Regions from separate parts of the Sus scrofa genome. Here region 1 is linked to region 2. A link is a contact called in public Hi-C data. All regions are on one chromosome and are shown on one strand. Each heading gives the region's core, a stretch centred on a gene start, on an enhancer-like site or on the middle of the called end of the contact. The rest is flanking DNA. Distances are from core to core; before and after follow the strand shown.

Evidence for each region. A called contact is a pair of places that touch in the nucleus more often than the background predicts.
Region 1: a contact with region 2 is called in a Hi-C map of omental adipose tissue, with 2.1 times the contacts expected there. The contact joins two enhancer-like sites. A contact is called at or near these places in 26 of 47 Hi-C or Micro-C datasets (adipocytes, adipose tissue, alveolar macrophages and 17 more) and 2 of 2 datasets of contacts at active chromatin or transcription factors (alveolar macrophages and skeletal muscle).

What each region holds. Positions count from the first base shown.
Region 1 is chr4:107,333,045-107,338,865 of Sscrofa11.1, reverse strand. All of the region lies in intron 1 of LOC110260343 (a long non-coding RNA gene), which reads left to right. Among named protein-coding and RNA genes, the nearest start is that of TRNAE-UUC, 160 kb to the right of the region's middle. Within about 2 kb of position 3,570, at least 4 of the 83 cell types and tissues checked have an H3K27ac peak or open chromatin away from gene starts, as enhancers often do. A contact at or near this core is called in omental adipose tissue, where this site is marked.
Region 2 is chr4:106,888,762-106,895,003 of Sscrofa11.1, reverse strand. It overlaps MAGI3 (membrane-associated guanylate kinase, WW and PDZ domain-containing protein 3), which reads left to right. Exons shown (of 21, transcript XM_001925127.7): 19 at 1,154-1,297. Among named protein-coding and RNA genes, the nearest start is that of PHTF1, 83 kb to the right of the region's middle. Within about 2 kb of position 3,108, at least 3 of the 83 cell types and tissues checked have an H3K27ac peak or open chromatin away from gene starts, as enhancers often do. A contact at or near this core is called in omental adipose tissue, where this site is marked.

The sequences.
Region 1 (5,821 bases), core at 2,321-4,820, 440 kb before region 2:
ACACCATGGCTCCAAGCCCCCTCTGCCCCAGGAGTCTATATATATATATATATATATATATATTTTTTTTTTTTTTTTTCCGCCATGCCTATGGCAGAAGGAGGTTCCCAGGCCAGGGACTGAATCTGAGCTGCATCTGCAACCTATACCACAGCTGTGGCAATGCCAGATCCTTAACCCACTGCACCAGGCTGGGGATGGGACCGGCAGCTCCCCATCGACAAGCTGGATCATGAACCCACTGTGCCACAGTGGGAACGCCCGAGTCTGTAATTTTAATGTTGTGTGTGAAGATTGGAGGGGGCCTTAGAGCTTATCTAGTCAGGGGCTTTCCAACCTGACCAAACATCAAGATTCTCCAAGGAGCTCATTAAAATGCAGATTCTCAGTCTCTCTTTCCGGAGTTGGAGTCAATTGCCGGAGCCTGGAAATATGCATTTTATGATGTCCTGAAGTGGTCCAGTTGCATAGTCAAAGTTAGGAATTACTTAGTGTCATCTTTTCATTTGGTAGGTGAATAAACTGAGGCCCAGGTTGGAGCAAGGATTTGCCCAAGGCCCTTGCACCAGGGCACCAGTTAGTGGCACAGCTGACTAGTACTCCATGCTTAAGGATCCTCTAGTGTAGCATGAACTAGTACTGGGTCCCATAGGTTGTCTCTAGGCTGAGAGTTACACAGTGATTAAAAGGTTCCGAAAACTTTTCCTATTGCCACCCTGCACTGGAGGTGTGTTGCTTCAGTCTAGGATAGACACACAAGAGCACAGAGGGCAAAAATAATAACAGTAAGAGTAGCTAATATTTACGGCGTGCCAGGCATTGCTCTAAGCGCTTTGGATGTAGACCTCTATTAATCCTAATAACCCTATGGGTCCGTATTGTCCCCATTTTACAGAAGAAGAAACTGAGGCACAGTGAGGTTAAGAGGGCAAGCTGCTTTCACCGCATCCTATGTGGGTGCCTGTTTTCCTTTTTTTTAAATTTTTTTTGGTCTTTTTGCTATTTCTTGGGCCGCTCCTGCGGCATATGGAGGTTCCCAGGCTAGGGGTTGAATCGGAGCTGTAGCCGCTGGCCTGCACCAGAGCCACAGCAACGTGGGATCCGAGCCGCGTCTGCAACCTACACCACAGCTCACGGCAACGCTGGATCGTTAACCCACTGAGCAAGGGCAGGGACCGAACCCGCAACCTCATGGTTCCTAGTCGGATTTGTTAACCACTGCGCCACCACGGGAACTCCCTGGGTGCCTGTTTTCCTTTGCCTTGGGACCCTCTGAGCCTCTACTTCTTTTATTCCACACACTCAGAGCTGGCCCCTTCCCCACCCTACCTGCCCCCAGGGAGCCATTCAGAACAGTGCTGGGGGAGTTTGGCTACAAGGTCGTTGTCGCCCCCAGTGCCAGGCTCTGCTATGTGCCTCCCTTTACTGAGGGGCCGCAACCAGAGAGCCAAGCCATCAGGACTGTGTAAGCAGCTGGCAGCAGGCCCTGGTGACCAGCGCTGCCAGTCACCCTGGAGGGGGCCTGCGGGACAGCTGGGCAGGCAGTGGAGAGAGGCTGCTTTCCCTGCCAGCCCCAACTTGGCTGGAAGGGCAGGCAGATCCCGGGAATTCATTCCTTGGTGAAGGAGGAGGGGCGCATTCTTGGCCAGTGCAGAGGTTTAGAGTTGTGTGCGGTGCCTGAAAGAGCTTTTATTACAGGTGAGGCACGGGTTACAGGTCTCAGGACTGCTGTTGAAACACGGTCTAATTCTGTTACCCAAGGCCCTTGTGTTAGGACTCACGTGATAAAAGTTCTTCTTGGGCTTAGTGAAAAAAGTTTATCTTATTTGGATGTTGGGAAAACAAAGATGGTTGAACAGTCAACTATGCTCATTTGATCTAGATGGACCCTGGAGGGTCTGGTGCTGAGTTCTCTTGGCTGTGTTTTTATTTTTGCAGTGGCTGCTCGGAAGCTCGGGTTTCTCTTTGTGGCTTAAGTGGACACTCCATCTGATTTTGAGTTCTTGATAAAATTAACTTCTTCCTCTCTAGTGTTTCCTCCAATTTTAATGGTTATTAATCCCTGAATTGATTTTAATTTGCCATGTTTCTGGCTACAATATATGAAAGTATCAGGTTCATTGCCTATTATCTGTTAATCTGACATTTTCAATAGGTTGGTTTTTGTTGCTGTTTACATTTTTACGTCTTTGTTGAGCAATTTTTCATGTTATTTTCTCCTATAAACGTGCTCTATGTTCTGCCCCATTAATTTGATATTAATGCTTATTAATTGATCTGTATGATTTCTTTAAATATTAAAAGGATTTACCTTTGCATTGTAAACAATTTTTTCAGACATTGCCCAATAGTGTGTGCTTTTATTTTAAGTTACCAGGAAAAAGCTGGGCAGAGAACAAATTAATTTAATTTCTTATTTTTGTACTACAATGGGTATTTATGGAGCAGTCTTTTTGATGTTCCACTTTATCTGCATTCGGTTTCTGGTGCTAAGAGCAGTAGCATTTATTAAGTGGTTATGATGTGCTAGACACTGTTCTTTATAAGTAATAATTTATTTCATAACAATATTACGAGGTAGATATTATTATCTCCATTTTACAGATAAAACTGAGGCCCAATTAAAAACTGCAGGGCTTACCCAGCTAGCAAATGATGGAGCCAGGGGTCAAACTTGAATCTTATAGGACAGTGGTTCTTCATCAGGGAATGATTTTAGCCACCGGGGAGAGAGGGAAGGTCTGGAAACACTTTTGGTTGTCACAACTGGGCAGTTGCTCACTACTGCATAGTAAGCAGAGGCCAGGGAAGCCACTCAGCCTCCTACACTGCAAGGGGCAAAGAATGATCTGGCTCAGGTGTCAGTAGTGCCAGGCTTGAGAAATCCCATGTAGACCAGCCGTCATATCATCTCCTTAGGATTCCTGAGAGCTCTTTAACTTGGTTCTCCATCCTCTGTCTGCCTGTACAACTGAAATGTCTCAGAATGGGGTGGACAACCGAATCCACAGTGGCTGGTCTTAGGGAAGGGAGTGCAGGCATCCAGAGGGGGTCCTTGGCTCGGGGAAGCCTGAAGGGTAGACACCTCCTGGGAAGAGGGGTGCTGATCCCTGAGGCAGAAAGCAGGAAGCCTTCAGGTTCATTATCATGGCCAGGCCCATTGTCATGGCTGGTCCCAAGAGGGGCAGGGGCTGCAGCAGGAGCTTGTGGCCTTGTTACCTCAGGGAGGAGTGCTCCCTCCCCTGCCAGGAACCAGCCCCCAACACAGCCCTTTGCAGGCTGGCTCACCTGCTCCTCCCTCTGCCCTTGGCTCCCCAGCGCTAACCCAGCATCTGACCTGGTCTAGCTCTCTGAGAGCTGGTGCCTCCTGCCCACCGACCTCACCTGGCCACTGACCCCAGCCGTCCCTGGAAGTCCGTGCCCCAGCCATACCGCTGGGCCCTCAAGCGGAAGTCTCAGATGCAGTCTTCCAGAGGATATGGCAGAAGAATGTTCCTAATCCTGGCAGCTGGGACATTGCTTTTGGAAGGCAGTGCTGTGGCGAGAACACTGCACGAGGAGCTGGCAGACCTAGGCTGGTGGCTTCGTGCATTTGGAAGCCCCGCATGCCACTCCATGCGGGTTACATCTGTCTCCTCCACGGGGCCTGGCACTGGGCTTTGCGTGGGGCTGGCTGTCAACAGTTATTTGTTTGGTGGAATAAATGCATCACTGCTCTGCTCTCCGATCTGGACAGATTGAAATCACCTCCGCAGAGGGACCTGGGTGGCGGCAGCTGACTGCTGCACGGCAGAGGATTCAGGGTCCCTGGCGATCTGTGCAGGGTACAGGACTCAAGGGCTGACCAGCCTCCTCCTGTCTTCAGGGCAGGCGCCTGGACCCGGTGCTGAGCCTGCTCTTGCCTGCGGGCTTGTCTTAGCCCGCCTCATTCTACCTCCCCACCGCACACACCTGGGCCTGAAGACCTTGGAGGCAAGAGGCTGTTAGTAAATTAAACGGAAACTCAGTGGGGGCCGACTCTGTGCCAAATACTGGGCCAAGCACAGCAGACACAGGAATGAATAAGAAAGATGTGCCCCTGACTAGTGGGGAGTAGAAATTTTCAACTAGTAAATATTAGTGGAATGTGTATAATGAAGTACAGGTTTTTTTTTTTTTGTTTTTGTTTTTTTTTTTTTTTTTTTTTACTGTTTATTATTGACATATAGAAATGCTAGAAATTCAGCGGATACAATTTCCATCACAGGGCGTTCCCGTTGGTTGTGGCTCAGCGGAAATGAATCTGACTAGCATCCATGAGGTTGCGGGTTCGATCCCTGACGTCACTCAGTGGGTTAAGGATCTGTCATTCCTGTGAGCTGTTGTGTAGGTTGCAGATGCAGCTTGGATCTTTCGTGGCTGTGGCTGTGGTGTAGGCCGGTGGCTATAGCTTCTATTGACCCTAGCCTGGGAACTTCCATATGCCGTGGGTGCGGCCCTAAAAAGATGAGAAAAAAAAATTCATCACAGAAGCCACATTAGTGTCCCTTTCTCTGTACTGTTTCTGCCCAGAGGCAAATGTGGCGGTTACATGTACGACCTGTTTCAGCAGGTTACATTCACCCCAAAAAGTCTGGCCCCGTGGTCTGCTCTGATATAGTTAAAAGAGTACTACGTTCTAAAAAGATCTCTTTTTTGGTTTATTTGGCTGGGCCTGTGGCATGTAGAAGTTCCTGGGCCAGGGATTGAACCTGAGCCACAGCAGTGATGAAGACAAATCCTTAACCTGCTAAGCCACCAGGGAACTCCTATGCATTCTCTCTCTCTCTCTCTTTTTTTTTTTTTTTTGCCTTTTAGGGCCGCACCTGCAGCTTATGAAAGTTCCAGGCTAGGGGTCGAATCAGAGCTACAGCTGCCGGCCTACACCATAGCAACATCAGATCCGAGCCACGTCTGCAAACTACACCACAGCTCACAGCAACACAGGATCCTTAACCCACGGAGCGAGGCCAAGGATTGAACCTGCAACCTCATGGTTCCTAGTCGGATTCATTTCCATTGTGCCATGATAGGACCTCCAGTATACATTCTCTTTTAAAAAAATGTTTATTCCTTTCCATTATGGTTTATCCCAGGAGATTGGATAGAGCTCCCTGTGCTATACAGCAGGGCCTTATTGTTTATCCATTCCAAATGTCATAGTTTGTTTTGCATCTACGAACCTCAAACGCCGGTTGCATCCCTCTCCCTCCCCCATGCCTTGGCAGCCACGAGTCTGTTCTCCTTGTTTGTGTGTCTGTTTCTGTTTTGTAGATGGGTTTGTTGAGCAAAATTTTAGAATATTTATCACCACCAATATCAGCCCCATTAGTAATCCCCCTCCCCCCAAGCCCTGGCAATAGCTAATCTACTTTCTATCTCTGTAGATTTATCCGTTCTGGACATTTTTCATAAATGGAATCATATGTGGTCTTTTGTGTTGGCTTCTTTCACTTAGCATAATATTTTCAAAGTTCATTCCTGCTGTAGCATGTATCCATATTTCATGCTTTTGTATGGCTTAATGATAATCCAATGTATGGATATACTACGTTTCAGTGACTCATCTATCAGTTTATGGACATTTGAGTTGTCTTCGCTGTTTGGCTATCATGAGGAGTGCTGCTATGAACACTGATGTGCAAATTTTTGCATAGACTTAGCATTTTTCTTGGATATATACCTAGACGTGGAATTGCTAGGTCATAGGGTATGATTGGGGTTATTTCTTTTTAGGGCTGCACCCGTGGCATATGGAGCTTCCCAGGCTAGGGGTCAAACTGGAGCTGCAGCTGCTGGCCTA
Region 2 (6,242 bases), core at 1,859-4,358:
TGGATCCCTGACATCGGTGGATTTTAATTGCAAATCAGTTCAGATAAATGTGTTCCCCACATGAGTCATTCCTAAGGACCTCCTGGGTAGTTGGCATTCTGTTGGTGTCTGTGAGAACACAGACTGAAAGAGAAGTTTACCCTCCATTGGAGGAATCGGAACCTCTAGTTAATTTCCTAGAAATAGCAGTGTTCTGGCTCGTCAGAGTAGGATGGGGGGGGTCTTTTTTCAGGAAAATTAGTCAAAATCTACTTAAAGGAAGCACTTTCCAAAATTCTGTTCTGCTGCACATTGACCAACTAGTAGAGAAGATGTGAGGTCTTCAAATTGATCTAGGCTGCATTTATAGAAATTACGTAGCCCCTCAACCAAAACTTACCTTCCTTCCTATGATACAGAAGTGAATACTGCTATCATATGATATCACTTATATGTGGCATCTAAAAAAAAATAACGAGGGCGTTCCTGTCGCGGCGCAGTGAAAATGAATCTGGCTGGTAGCCATGAGGATGCAGGTTCGATCCCTGGCCTTGCTTAGTGGGTCAGTGATCCGGTGTTGCTGTGAGCTGCGGTGGGTCACAGACACAGCTCGGATCGCCTGTGGCTGTGGTGAGGCCTGCAGCTGTAGCTCCGATTCAGCCCCTAGCCTGGGACCTTCCATATGCTGTATGCGGCCCTAAAAGAAAGCAAAAAATAAATAAATAAAAATTTTAAATTTTTTTAAAAAAGATACAAACTCAATTACAAAACAGAAATAGACTCACAGACTTAGAAAACAAACTTATGGTTACCAAAGGGAGTAGTGGGGTTGGGAGGGGGGAGAAATTAGGAGTTTGAGAGTTATATATATATCCACACCACTGTATATAAAATAAACAACATGGACCTACTGTATGGCACAGGGAACTATATTCAGTGTCTTGTAATAACTTATAATGGAAAAGAATCTGAACAAAGAATATACACGTGAGTGTGCAAAACTGAATCACTTGAAACTAACACCGGATTGTAAATGAATAATATTCAGCAACAACAAAAAAGAAATGCATATTGAGACTATAAATCATTTCTTCCAGCCATCAAAGCAGTGTTTCTTGAGGCTTAATACAGTGGCCCATGCAGACTTGTTTCTCTTACACTCCTTTCTGTCTAGAGCCTTGGCTGTTACCCAGTGGAGCTGGAGCGAGGCCCCCGGGGCTTTGGCTTCAGCCTCAGGGGCGGGAAGGAGTACAACATGGGGCTCTTCATCCTGCGTCTCGCCGAGGACGGTCCTGCCATCAAAGACGGCAGAATTCACGTGAGTCGCCTTCTTGCAGCCTTTGGTTCTGGCTCCAGACCGGAAACTTCTGAAAATAGGTGATGAAAGGGAACGCAGAGACCTCCTGAATCTATGAAGCAAGATTTTCCATCACTAAAGCCTGAAGGGCAGATGCTCGTGATTTCCTTCCCCGCGGGTGCGGTCCGGCATCACAGCGATGCCGCTTTGGCTGCATGACGTTGGTCAGGAAGAGAAAATCATTTTTTACGTACAGAGTCAACATTCAAAGGCAAATGGATAATAAATGTACCTTCATCTTATTAAGTGTCTTGGGGGAACCAGGATGAAACAGATTCATTGACTTCTTCCAAAAACAATAGGCCCAAGATTTTCGTTCTTCCTCTTAGCATCTTCTGGAGGCAGCCAGAGTGGAAAAGCATGACTCTCCCAACCTTTACTATCATTCTCAGGACTGGAAGTCACATCAGCAGTGTTCTAGCATAGCTGTTCTCGAGTCTGCAACACTGTAGCTTTGTTTTGTTTTTTTGGTTTGGGGTTTTTTTGTTTGTTTGTTTTTAGGGCCGCACCCGGGGCATATGGAGGTTCCCAGGCTGGGGTCATATCAGAGCTGTAGCCACTGGCCTACACCAGAGCCACAGCAAGTCGGGATCCGAGCCGCATCTGCAGCCTACACCACAGCTCAGGGCAACGCTGGATCCTTAACCCACTAAGTGAGGCCAGAGATCAAACCTGGGTCCTCATGGATACTAGTCAGATTCACTTCCTCTGAGCCACAACGGGAACTCCACGCTGTAGCTTAGTCCAGAGCATTGCGGGCCAAATTGTGTGTGGATCTGCATGAGATGTTTTCCTTCCCTCTCTGTCACTTAAAGGAATCTACACTTGCTGGCCTCAATTTTTAAAAAACAGTTCATTCACTGATACTCGGTTAGGTTATACACTAAACATTTCTAAATCTGGGCAGCATTCATCCCTGCTACTCAAGAGAACTTTGGACTTCATCTCTCTACTACCCTAAGCTTCAGGGAAGGAGGAATTTTTCTTTCTCTTCTTCTTTTTTTCTCCTTTAACCATGTAAACTAGTTAGCAAGGCAAATGATGCTGGGATATTGTTAGATGGTATATTCTCATAATGATTAGAAAAGTCTTCTGGGTGATTGCAGTTTTGAATTTGCCACATCACTGCTCCCCTTCCCTCACTCATTTCATAAACATGTACTGAGCGTTTGCTTTACCCAAGGACTTAGACATCGTACTGAAGGCCTCAGGAGAGTAACCCCCAAACAAGAGAGCATCCTTTCTCTGGATGGCTGACTAGACTTTTGTACAAGTTCAAAGGTGGGTATGAACAGAGCCAGTTTCACAGAATAGGTGGCATCGACGGTGGGTAGGAATTGAATAGGGAGAAATGAAGGAAAGAACACAGTCCAGGCTGAAGAAATGAGCAAAAGGGTAAAACTAAGCAAGTACACACTGCATAGAGGGAACTACCCAGTGGTCAGGTTTACCTGGAGTCTGTTTAGAAACTTCATAGGGGAATAAAGAAAGAAGAATATAAAAGTAGGCTGGCTCAACACTATGTACATCTAAGAGAATGGGAAGTCCCAGAAGGCTTTTGAGCCATGAGTTCCCTCTCAGAGCGATACGCTGGTGCACTGGGTCTGTTAGTGTGTAGGATGGGTGAGGGGGTAGAGCCCGCTGTAGAGAAGGCATCCGGTCGTAGTGGTGGGAGTGTAATTTGAATGGTCACCCTGAACAAAAGACCAGTTTCGATGACTGACAAGTATTGAATGAGTGAAGAATGAAGGAAAAGAAAGAGGAAGGACGGCTTAGAGGCTTCGCCCTGTGCTGCGCACTGTGGGCAAAATGCTAGGGAGGCCAGTGGGAGGAAGGACGTGGCGAAACTGATGATCTCTTAAGTTTGGGTCATGTTGAAGGACCAGCACCATGAGCAGGTGTAAATATTTAGCAGGCCGTTAGGACGAGAGGTCACGTCCCAGGTTGTGGCATCAAGCAGACAGAGGTGATGACTGCTGCTGCCTCTGTGGATGCAATCCCCAAAGGGGAAAATCGAGAGAGGTGTGAGCAGGGGCAGGACTCTGGGGAAGGCCTGTCATGAGTGGGCCAGAGAAGGCAGAGAAAATGGGGAGGGTGAGACTGGGGAGCAGCAGACCAGAGCTGGAGAGGGGGGCCGATGGCCCATCCGTGCCTGTAGCTGAAGCTGATCAAGAGCTGCTGGCTCTCCCCACAGTTCACGTTCTTGTAGAGACAGTTGAATAATGTGGGGAGAACATGGGTTGGAAATCAGATAGGACAAGGCTCGGACTCCAGTTTGGCCACCCTGCAGCCATGTACAGTTGGGTATCTTCTCTGAACCTCAGTTTCCTAATCTGTAAAACACACATGTACATGTAAAATACACATTTATTTACATGTCGTCTTAAAGTTTTAGTAAGAGCAGTTTGAGGCACTGTTAAATCTGGAGTTTTTCTTAAAAGTCACCTATTGTAGGAGTTCCCATTGTGGCACAGTGGAAATGAATCCGACTAGGAACCATGAGGTTGTAGGTTCGATCCCTGGCGTCATTCAGGGATCTGGTGTTGCCGTGAGCTGTGGTGTAGGTCGCAGACATGGCTCAGATCCTGTGGCTGTGGTGTAGGCCGGCAGCTGTAACTCTGATTTGACCCCTAGCCTGGGAACCTCCATATGCCACGGGTGGGGCCCTAAAAAGCAAAAAACAAAACAAAAACACCTATTGTTATCACAAAAATCCAATTAAACTAAAAAATGAGGATATAATTGAAATGTTGGTTTCAGTAGAATCCTCGATGTACTAATCTCATCAAATAAAAGGCAAACAGAGGCCTTGAAGGATTCACAGTCTATTTCTGAAACACAGTATTCTTTATAAATGATCAGAAATTTTAGAATGCTATGATTGAATCAGCTTGAATTTAAAAAAAAAAAAAAAAAACTCTGAGATTTGAAAACAAAAATAAGCTCTTAACAGCTGTGCCCAGGTTTGTTCTAAACTCTTAAGAAAATAGGTCTGTGTTTCAGGGAATTGTTTTTCTGGCGACTAAATTATCAAAAGCTTGACTTGGCATGACGATCATGGGAGCTTTGTTGATGACAAGTGACTCAGGTGGCCCCAAAGAACTGAGCGTTTTTCTCCAGCCGACACTGCCCCTGAGCAGCCTCTTGTCTCCGTGGCCTCCTGTGTTTTTTCTGTTAGGCTGACAACTGTTGTGCTTGTACTGTAGCACCTGAAATAGTGCCCTGAATATTGCTAGTAGGTGCTCCATAGATATTTGTTGAAAGAATAGGGTGATAGGGTGCATGGTTGATATTTCCAGAAAAGAACTTTTTTTCAATATTTGAGATTAACTCCCAGAACTTATTACTGGGTAGACAGGACTTGCGCAAACACATATAACAGTGGAATTCCCTAAAGGAAGAAAATGTTAACTTTTAATATAGCTGGAAAGCTGTTGAGAGGATCTGTACGTTTAGTGTGTCTTCAGCTGGTCCTTAAGTCCTGTTAAGACTTGAGAGGTGATAAAAAGGTTCTGGGCTGAGGGAATGAGAAATCAGCTGAATGGGAGAAGTTCCTATCAGAGAAGAGTGCCCGACTTCAGTATTTATCGGAGAATCAGATTTGGCAAATATTAAGAGTCTGCTCTCTTCGAGACAATGTGTTTTCACTTGTACTGGTTTTAGTCTCACAGAAACCCCGTGAGGAAGGTGGCATCATCCCCACTTAAGGATTGAAAACGGGGGCTCCAGGAAACTAAGTCACAGCCATGGTGGGACCTGGTGGGACCTGGGTCCCTGGTCCCTCACCACTTTGTGTGCCTTCATGTCAGGCCCTGGCTTGTGTCATTTACACGTGATGCCTTTGTGGGAGGCATGTAGTTTCTTAATGGGTTATAAGACAATGTAAGCAATGTGTTAGAAATATGGTTTTTCATTTTATTTTTTAAGTAAGAGTTGCAGCATTTATTTCAGGTTCTCTCTTGATTTTTTTGGGGGGGGGGTATTTTTTTTCTTTTTTGCCACACAGGCAGTATGTGGGAGTTCCAAGGCTGAGGATCAAACCTACACTATACCAGAGCCACAGCAGTGAGAACACAGGAGCCTCAACCCACTGGGCCATCAGAGAGCTCCACCGTTTTTTCATTTTAATACATTTTTAGTGGATGTTGTTTTAAAAATTATAGGGCTATCTAAAAAGAGTGACCTTTTTTTAAAAAAGGAACACAATTTTCTTTATCCTTCTTCTTTTCTCCTTTTGATTCTATTTTTTTCTCCCTTTTATTTCTCTCTTCTCCCATAATTCCATTTTTCAATAACACAAAAACCTGATCTTGAGGGAGTTGCCATCGTGGCGCAGCGGAAACAAATCCGACTAGGAACCCTGAGGTTGCGGGTTCGATCCCAGGCCTCACTCTGTGGGTTAAGGATCCGGCGTTGCCGTGAGCTGTGGTGTAGGTTGCAGATGCAGCTCGGATCTGGAGTTGCTGTGGCTGTGGCGTAGGCTGGTGGCTACAGCTCTGATTAAACCCCTAGCCTGGGGAACCTCCATATGCCATGGGTGTGGCCCTAAAAAAAAAAAAAAAAAGACAAAACAAAAAAACCTCCCCTTGAGTATTTTTTTATCAAAAGATATATTCCCCATTTATTTTTTCTTATCAGATTTAATTACATTTTATTTTTAAAATATTTTTCATTTTTTCTATTATAGTTGATTCACAATGTTTGTCAGTCTCTGCTGTGCAGCAAAGTGACACAGTCATTCATACACACACATTCTTTTTCTCACATTATCTTCCATCATGTTCCATAACAAGTGACTAGATATAATTCCCTGTGCTGCAGAGCAGGATCTCATTGCTTCTCCACTCCAAATGCAATAGTTTGCATCTACTAACCCCATATTCCCAGTCCATCCCACTCCCTCCCC